Linked DNA regions of Mus musculus: region 2 is linked to region 1. A link is a contact called in public promoter capture Hi-C data. All regions are on one chromosome and are shown on one strand. The core of a region is the stretch at or near the end of the contact, and the rest is flanking DNA. Distances in the headings are between cores, read along the strand shown. Region 1 holds the start of BC048507 (cDNA sequence BC048507). Region 2 has its middle 15 kb from the start of Zfp729a.

Region 1 (4,458 bases), core at 1,376-3,875:
GAGTGAGGTAACTCAGATCCAAAAGGACATGCATGGTATATACTCACTAATAAGTGGATATTAGCCAAAAGAAGAAAAACAACAACAACAACAACAACAAATGTACAGAATACCCAAGATACAGTGCACAGAACTCAAAAGGCTCAACAAACTGAAGTGCCCAAGTGAGGACACCCCAGTCCCACTTGGAAGAGAGAAGAAAGCAATCACAAGTGTGGAGGGAGGGAGGGACCTGGGAAGGAAAGTGGACTGTGTGTGTGTGTGTGTGTGTGTGTGTGTGTGTGTGTGTGTGAGAGAGAGAGAGAGAGAGAGAGAGAGAGAGAGAGAGAGAAAGTCGGGCGTGGTGGTGGCACATGCCTTTAATCCCAGCACTCAGGAGGCAGAGGCAGGCAGATTTCTGAGTTCAAGGCCAGCCTGGTCTACAAAGTGAGTTCCAGGACAGCCAGGGCTATACAGAGAAATCCTGTCTCGAAAAACCAAAACAAAAAACAAACAAACAAACAAAAAAGAAGAAAGAAAGAAAAAAGAAAAAGAAAAAAAGAAGCGGAGCCTTATTGGTGAAAGTGGGTGTCTTAGTTGGAGGTTCTGTTGCTGGGAAGAAACACCATGATCAAAAAGCAAATTGGTCAGGAAAGAGCTTATTCATCTTACACTTCCACATCATAGTTTAACATTGGGGGAAGTCAGGACAGGAACTCAAGCCGGACTGGAACCTGGAGGCAGGAGCTGATGCAGAGTCCTAGGAGGGGTGCTGCTTACTGGCTTGTTGCCCCTGGTTTACTCAGCCTGATCTCTTATAGAACCCAGGACCACCTGCCAAGGGGTGGCACCACCCACAATAGTCTGAGCCCTCCCCAGTTGATCACTAATTGAGAAAATGCCTTACCATTGGATTTCATGGAGTCATTTCCTCAAATGAGGGCCCTTTCTCTCTGATGACTCTAACTTGTATCATGTTGACACACAAAAGCAGCCAGTACTGAGGTGGTGGGCCAGGAACATGAGATTTACAGGCTGGCCCTACTTCCTGTCTGTGCTCTGCTTACTGTGTGTGATGTGTACTCTGACCTGGCACTTCCTGCCACCATATCATCCCTGCCTGCTGCCTTGTCTTCCCACCATGGTGGAATAATCCTGTTGAGCTGCAAGCCAGAATAAACCCTTCCTCCTCTCGTTGCTTTTTATTAAGCATTGGGTGATAGCATTGAGAGATGTAATTAATAAGACATGTACATATTTTTCCTGGAATTCTGTGCCATAGTGAACATATTAAACATTAATAAGTGCTTAAATTGCTATTAACTCTTTGTTTTTAAATGTAAAAGTTAGAAAGGAAAAGGGGCCCAGAATGGGGAAGAGATTTGTTATTTCTGTCTGTCCTCTTCCTCTTCCTCCTCCTCTCCCTCCTCCTCCTCTTCCTCTTCTTCCTCCTCTTCCTCCTCCTCTCCTCCTCCTCCTCTTTGTTTTTGGTTTGTTTGTTTTGTTCTGTTTTGTTTCTGTTGACATAGGTTTTCTCTGTAGCCCCAGCTGTCCTAAAACTGGCTCTGTAGACCCGGCTGGCCTTGAACTCACAGAGATCCATCCACCTGCCTCTGCCTCCCAAGTACTGTGATTAGTTGAATGGGCTGCCAAAGCCAGGAAGATTGCTCTTTTCTGCTAATCAGTGGCCCCATTTACTGCTGAGAAATGATAAGAACTAAGAGCTTATAGTAGTTATAAAGTTGGGGGTATCAGGCATGAGTCACTTGCAAAGGCTCGGAAATTTTTCTTGCATATCTGTGGGTAAATCTTGCTCTCTTAACCTTGTCTGGGAACTTGCAATTAACCAGAAGCTTCAAATAAGTAAAATGGGGGGAAAAATGGTAACGTAGGTACATCCAATTCAAATTGAAATATGATCTGAATCTTTATATAATTTCATGTATTAGCCAGGGCTGTGGGCAGTGTGCGGATTTTTCTGTTGCGGGTGGTTTGAGAATGTTTTCAGCTGATGCACAGTGCCATCTTCAGGTCTGTGAACACAGCTGCGAACATGTCAGCAAGGTATGACAGCAAATGTTATGGGTTAATTGAATCTTTCAGGAATATGAACACAGAGCTCCGGCGTGTGCCCGTATTTGGAAACAGGAGCATCACAGGTATAACTAATTAAGATGAAGCCATTAGAGGTTCATCAGGTCCCGCGTGTTTAAATCAGTCTTTCTGAAGTTTCTTAGGGAAATACGCTCATTTTTCCCCCTCGTGAAATAGACACAGTGCGCCGGGCGTGGTGGCGCACGCCTTTAATCCCAGGACTCGGGAGTCTGAGTTAGAGGCTAGCCTGGTCTACAAAGTGAGTTCCAGGACAGCCAAGGATATACAGAGAAACCCCGTCTCGAAAAACCAAAAAAAAAAAAAAAAAAAAGTTTTGATTTTATTGGAGAGTAGGCCGGTTCATTTAAAATATTTCCCTCAAGCAACAGCAGTGTCTGCTGCTTCCACTGCATTTCCTCACACATGTGAATTTCTGATTCATGAAAAGCCAGGTCTCCAGGGTTCGGCTCCCCACCTCAGAGGGTCAGCGGGTAATTGTGCAGTCACAATGAGGCGGTTTCTTGCTTTTTGTGACAAAATAAACCACCTACCAAATGGCTCCTGAAGGGGTAAAGAAAAGGTAGCAAACGCATACAGTTAAATATTTAGCTAAGAGATGCGCCACGGCTTCGGCTTCAGCAGGGACCGGCTGTCTGCTGCTGCTGCTTGAGCACCGCCAGCATCTTCCCTAGGGGCACGCAGCGGCCGATTGGCCCCTGCTCCGCGGTAACCATGTGCGATCGGAAGGCAGTGATAAAAACTGTAGACATGTCGGAAGAGATGCAGCAGGACTCGGTGAGGTGTGCTATCCAGGCGCTGGAGAAGTACAGCACAGAGAAGGATATTGCGGCCCATATCAAGAAGGAGTTTGACAAGAAGTACAACCCCACCTGGCACTGCATTGTGGGCCGGAACTTCGGTAGTTACGTGACGTACGAAACCAAACACTTCGTCTACTTCTACCTGGGTCAGGTGGCCATTCTTCTCTTCAAATCTGGGTAAAAGCGTGGACTGACTGCATCCTAAATGTCAAATACCAGAGTCCGGATCTTCAGCCTTGTTAAGGGAACGCCTCGTCTGAACCTGTTGTGTTCTGTAGAGGGCCTCATTCTCTGTACAAGTTTGTGGTTATAAAATTAGTGAAACAGCTTACATTTGTATTTATTTTCTAGCCCATACTTCTGTACCCTAGTTTTTTCTCCCTTAGGTCATTCCTTTAAAAATAAATCTGGTGGAGATGCCATAAAAAAAAGAAAAAAAAAAAAAAAAGAAAAATCTTAACACGGTTGCGCATGGGAGGTGGGTGTGGCGGGGGGCGGCGGGGGGGGGGGGAGATTAAGTTCAAGAAAACAGACCAGCCCTGTTTTCCTTCCTTTTATTTATGAGTTTTGACCTTGAATAACAACTGTTGGCCTTGGAGCTATGTTTTCTCTATAAGAAATATGCATTTGTCTTTCAAATCTTTTAGGATGGTTATAAAGAGATTGAATGTAAATCCAGTGTTGTTTGTTGAAGTCTATCATAACACATGCTAATGAGATCACTCATGCCCACCGAGATAGCGTCACTGCCTGTTCAGGCCACAAGATACTTCTTATGACAAGACACTTGAGGTATCTCCATTTCAAAATATTATTAACAGGGCTGGAGAGATGGCTCGGAGCTTAAGAGCACTGGCTGCTCTTCCAGAGGTCCAGAGTTCAATTCCCAGTATCCATATGGTGGCTCAGAGTGGCTCATAAGCATCTATAGTGAGAATTGGTGCCCTCTTCTGGCCTGCTAGCATACATGCAGGAAGAATGCTGACTACACGATAAATAAATAAATAAATAATCTTTAAAAATATTATTGGCAATTTAAAATATCTTCTAGTGTGTCTTTCTTTACCCCTCCCTCCCTCCCTCCCTCCCTCCCTCCCTCCCTCCCTCCCTCCCTCCCTCCCTCACTCCCTCCCTCCCTCCCTCCCTCCCTTTTTAAAGCTGAAAGGGAGAGATTTAATATGGCCACACTGGGAAGAGGAGCAAAGAAAACTGTCTTCCCTAAGTCCATAATTGGGGATCCTAAGGTGAGGATTTCATCAATGGATGAAAGCCCCTGTAACCCTGGGAGCCACTGTCACCTACTGTATTGTCTGAGTGGCATTGTTTCTGTACTGAGAGCTAGAATGGCATCTTTCATATTTATTTCCTGTTTATACCTTGTGCCCGTTATACCTTTACCACAACCAAAGTTTTGTTCTTGTGGATTCATCCATTCTCTGTGGTTTTAATGAGCTCCGTGTTAATGAGGTCTCACAGTCAAAACAACCATGCAAAGCTTTGAACAGAGAGGAGTAATGGAAAATAATTAGGATCTATTTTAGGTCCCTGGTCTGTCAGTGTCAGC
Region 2 (4,593 bases), core at 1,546-4,045, 210 kb before region 1:
AGAGCTCCGGGGTACTGGTTAGCTCATAATGTTGTTCCACCTATAGGGTTGCAGATCCCTTTAGCTCCTTGGCTACTTTCTCTAGCTCCTCCATTGGGAGCCCTATGATCCATCCATTAGCTGACTGTGAGCATCCACTTCTGTGTTTGCTGGGCCCCGGCATAGTCTCACAAGAGACAGCTACATCTGCGTCCTTTCAATAAAATCTTGCTAGTGTATGCAATGGTGTCAGCGTTTGGATGCTGATTATGGGGCCCACACACCTATGGTCACTTGATCTTCGACAAGGGAGCTAAAACCATCCAGTGGAAGAAAGACGGCATTTTCAACAATTGGTGCTGGCACAACTGGTTGTTATCGTGTAGAAGAATGCGAATCGATCCATACTTATCTCCTTGTACTAAGGTCAAATCTAAGTGGATCAAGGAACTTCACATAAAACCAGAGACACTGAAACTTATAGAGGAGAAAGTGGGGAAAAGCCTTGAAGATATGGGCACAGGGGAAAAATTCCTGAACAGAACAGCAATGGCTTGTGCTGTAAGATCGAGAATTGACAAATGGGACCTAATGAAACTCCAAGGTGTTGTGTTCTATTCGTGATTCTTGGGTGCATGCCGAATCGGGAGCTGAGTGGGGGTTTCCCCACTGAGTTCTTTCACATCCTCTGCCTCTTGACCTATGGTTGACTTTATTTTAACCTTGCATACATTATTCAAGGAGATAGCTCTTGGATTAAAGGCATCTGCTAGGACTGAGCCACAGCACATCTAGAAATGGGATTTTCCTGTAAATAACAGAATTGGAGCTTAACAGTGTGATCAGATTCCTTTCAACATTTCTCCATTTTTTTTTTGTCTAAATAAAAAGGGCATGGTTTTAATGCAAACACAGTAAAACATATTTAATAAAGCTATTTGTGCTAAGCTTTCCAACATGCTGAGCTTGGTTGTATTTGGAAGTCTTCTTTTTTTTTTTTTTTTTTTTATGGTTTTTCCGAGACAGAGTTTCTCTGTGTAGCCCTGGCTGTCCTGGAACTCACTTTGTAGACCCGGCTGGCCTCGAACTCAGAAATCTGCCTGCCTCTGCCTCCTGAGTGCGGGGATTAAAGGCGTGCGCCACCACACCTGGCTGTATTTGGAAGGCTTAAGACTAAGTATTTTTGAATTCAAAATTCTGAAAAATGTGTATTTAAGTCTCATATGGAATCAGCAATTTGATTGTCCTGAGCAGTTCATAGTCCAAAGCTGATTTTTGGGAGGTGTTTGTCAGCTTAGTAGCAATCATGCTTAGGTAGAACACAGTATTCAACCCAAAGTTGTCCATAGTTTGTGCAGAACTTGGCGCCAGAATCTTCAAAAATATTTTCTCAATGGTAGTTAACTGGCTAGTTTTGTGTCAACTTGACTCAGCTGGAGTTATCACAGAAAGGAGCTTCAGTTAAGGAAATGCCTCCATAAGATCCAATGGTAAGGCATTTTCTCAATTAGTGATCAAGGGGGAAAGGCCCCTTGTAGGTGGGACCATCTCTGGGCTGGTAGTCTTGGGTTCTATAAGAGAGCAGGCTATGCAAGCCAGGGGAAGCAAGCCAGTAAAGAACATCCCTCCATGGCCTCTGCATCAGCTCCTGCTTCCTGACCTGCTTGATTTCCAGTCCTGAATTTCTTAGTGATGAACAGTATGGAAGTGTAAGCCGTATGGAAGTGTAAGCCATATGGAAGTGTAAGCCATATGGAAGTGTAAGCCCTTCCTCCCCAACTTGCTTCTTGATTATGATGTTTTGTCCAGGAATAGAAACCCTAAGACAAATTGGTACCAGCATAGTGGGTTATTCCTGTGACAACCTGACCATGTTTTGGGGAGGACTGTGGAAGGACTTTGGAACATTGGGCTATGTCACAGACCCTGTGGGTCCCTTTGTCTGCGTGGAACGGGTCTCTGGGGCAGGTGGGCAAAGCATTGGCAGGTGACAGACAGACTAACAGGTGAGATTGTGTAGAATCTGAATGTATTGTCACAAAGTGAACACCAATCTTATATAGTACAGAAAATACAAAGGGTAGCAGGCAAAGTACATTGAAATTACCTGATACAAAACAAAGGAATGACTTCAAAAGGATTTATAGGAACCAGGTAGAAGGTTACAGTAAAGATAAAGCAGTCCTGCTTAGGGGCAGCTTAGTGACAGGTAAGGATTTCACACTCTAGTGCTATACATTTGAACCTTATGAAGGCTAGCACCAGGGGGTTCTGCTCTTGGCAGACCTCATGAATAATGCAATATCACAACCCCCCTATCTCCTAGACCTTGATAAATTCCTATATGAGTGTAAATTTTAAGTAACTGGAGAATCTCCATTTGTCAGAAGAATTCACTGACTTGCTTCTAATATGTAATGTAGCCTGCACTGAAGATTTCTATCTCAGTGGGATTCCCTGGCTCTTTCGTGGTATTCCTTGTTTGCATGCAATTTGTTACTGTCCTTAGTAAACACCTTGTAGACTAGCTCTGAGCCACTGGCTCCGTCTTTTGTAATGCTTAATTAGTTACTGAATAGGTTAACTTCCTTACTGCATTCTTACAGGATTCTAAGCTCTGCTTCTGGGAGCTTGGAACACTGGGGAGACTTAACTATCTCAGAATTTAATCTTAAAAAGCTTTTATAATAAAATAATACTAAAAGAGAGTTCGTAGTTCCATACACCAGACTAACTCGGGAATAGGGTATGAGTATATGGGTAAATGAGAATGCCAAAGCTCCAAGACGTGAGTTTCCTTGAAACTCTTTTCCTCGTGAGTGGCTCCAAGGCTTTTCAGCAGATTTGACCAGTGTGCTTGGCAGGACTAGAAGATCCACTCTGTGTTAAGAGCTCTGTCAGATGATGTGTAGGAGCTTGGAAGATAAGGTTGAGAACTGTGCAGAAGATGGAGGCCTGGCTTGTGAAATTTCAGAGGGAAAATTAAGGACTCTTTTTCAGGGCCATTGCTATTTTGGAGTTTGATTATTCTGTGGTTCTGGTTAGCTGGGGCTGAAGAATCAGCTGTGATTAACAAGATACCAGAACTACTAAAGCAAAAACTTTGCATTACTGGGACTATTGATGCTGGTTAGCTGGAGCTAAGAAATTAGTGGTGATTAAGAAGAGACCAGCATCATTGAGGTGATATCTTCTGGGAGTGTTTTTCTGAAAGCACAAAGAGGCTGTGTTCCAGAAATAGCCAAGGTGGTACTCCTGCAGCAGCAGGACTTGGTAAGGTGTAAGGGTGACCCATATGGTACTGGTTTTGAAGTCATGAAGGGGTCACGCAGAGCAGCTGAGGCTCGGCACTGTGAGAGGCCATGGAAGGCCATTGGTGAAGGTGCAGCCTCAGTTGCAATTGTTGGCCCACCACTGAAGGGGTCATGCAGTGTTTTGGAGATGCCAGTACCATGAGATGACCACCAAGAACAGCAGCAGTGGAGTACAGGCATCTGGAGCCTAGAGGACAACGTGTGCTACAAAGGGCATGGCTGGAGAAGTGACCCAAGCCCTTGGAGGATCCCAGACATTGGATGGTTGGAGATTGATTTTTGCTTTTGATTGTGACTGTGCCCTGTTATTTTCAGTCTTGAAGGAAGAAACTATTTTAGTGAAGCCCACAGTTAAAAGACTTTTAATTGTAAAAAGACTTTGGATTTTAAAAGAGATGGATATTTTAAAGAGATTGAAATTTTAAGAATATATAAAGACTGTGGGACATTGAAAGTTATTTAGACATTGGGGATGAATAAGAATGTAAGGGTTGAGGCTTACTAGTGATGTGTTTGTGTGTCAAGTTGACAAGGGGTCAATTGTACTAGCTGGTTTTGTGAGTCAACTTGACACAGCTGGAGTTATCACAGAAAAAGAAGCTTCAGTTGAGGAAATGCCTTCATGAGATCCAACTGTAAGGCATTTTCTCAATTAGTGATCAAGGGGGAAAGGCTTCTTGTGGGTGGGACCATCTCTGGGCTGGTAGTCTTGGGTTCTGTAAGAGAGCAGGCTGAGCAAGCCAGGGGAAGCAAGCCAGTAAAGAATATCCCTCCATGGACTCTGCATCAGCTCCTGCTCCCTGACCTGCTTGAGTTCCAGTCCTGACTTCTTTCAGTGATGAACAGCAATGTGGAAATGTAAGTTGAATAAACCCTTTCCTCCCCAACTGCTTCTTGGTCATGATGTTTGTGCAGGAATAGAAACCCTGACTAAGACAGTGTTACCACAGTCCAGCTGGATTCTGCATTGCAGGGCCCCATTATCTTCTTGGAGACCTAACAGGTTAGTGTTAGGAATAGTCTCAGTTTACTGTAAAAAAACTTACACATGTAACCATCATATTAAGCAATTCCCTGAAACACTTGAAGACCACAATATGATAAGTACATGTGAGGTACATAAATTTTGTTCCTAGTCGCCTGCTTCAGACTCAAACATGAAAACACATACATGAATCTAGGTGAAGCTTATGACTAGAATTTGCTAGTACTCTATGTTACAAGAATTATTAACCCCTATAAACCAGTGTAAAAACACAAAATCCAGCTATTATATTTATAAACTATAAGACTAGATTGA

Evidence for each region. Promoter capture Hi-C pulls out the DNA fragments that hold promoters and counts their contacts.
Region 2: a promoter capture Hi-C map of embryonic stem cells shows a contact between it and region 1, with 2.5 times the contacts expected there. The contact joins the enhancer-like site here to the promoter of BC048507 in region 1. A contact is called at or near these places in 6 of 39 promoter capture datasets (the 3T3-L1 cell line, embryonic stem cells, hippocampal neurons and 2 more) and 3 of 9 other capture datasets (adipose tissue, liver and pancreatic islet).

The regions. Positions count from the first base shown.
Region 1 is chr13:67,860,701-67,865,158 of GRCm38.p6, forward strand. BC048507 (cDNA sequence BC048507) reads left to right here and starts at 2,626. Exons shown (of 1, transcript NM_001001185.3): 1 at 2,626-3,223. The coding sequence starts at 2,806. The coding sequence ends at 3,075.
Region 2 is chr13:67,650,191-67,654,783 of GRCm38.p6, forward strand. No RefSeq gene overlaps it. Among named protein-coding and RNA genes, the nearest start is that of Zfp729a, 15 kb to the left of the region's middle. Within about 2 kb of position 2,796, at least 6 of the 459 cell types and tissues checked have an H3K27ac peak or open chromatin away from gene starts, as enhancers often do. A contact at or near this core is called in embryonic stem cells, where this site is marked.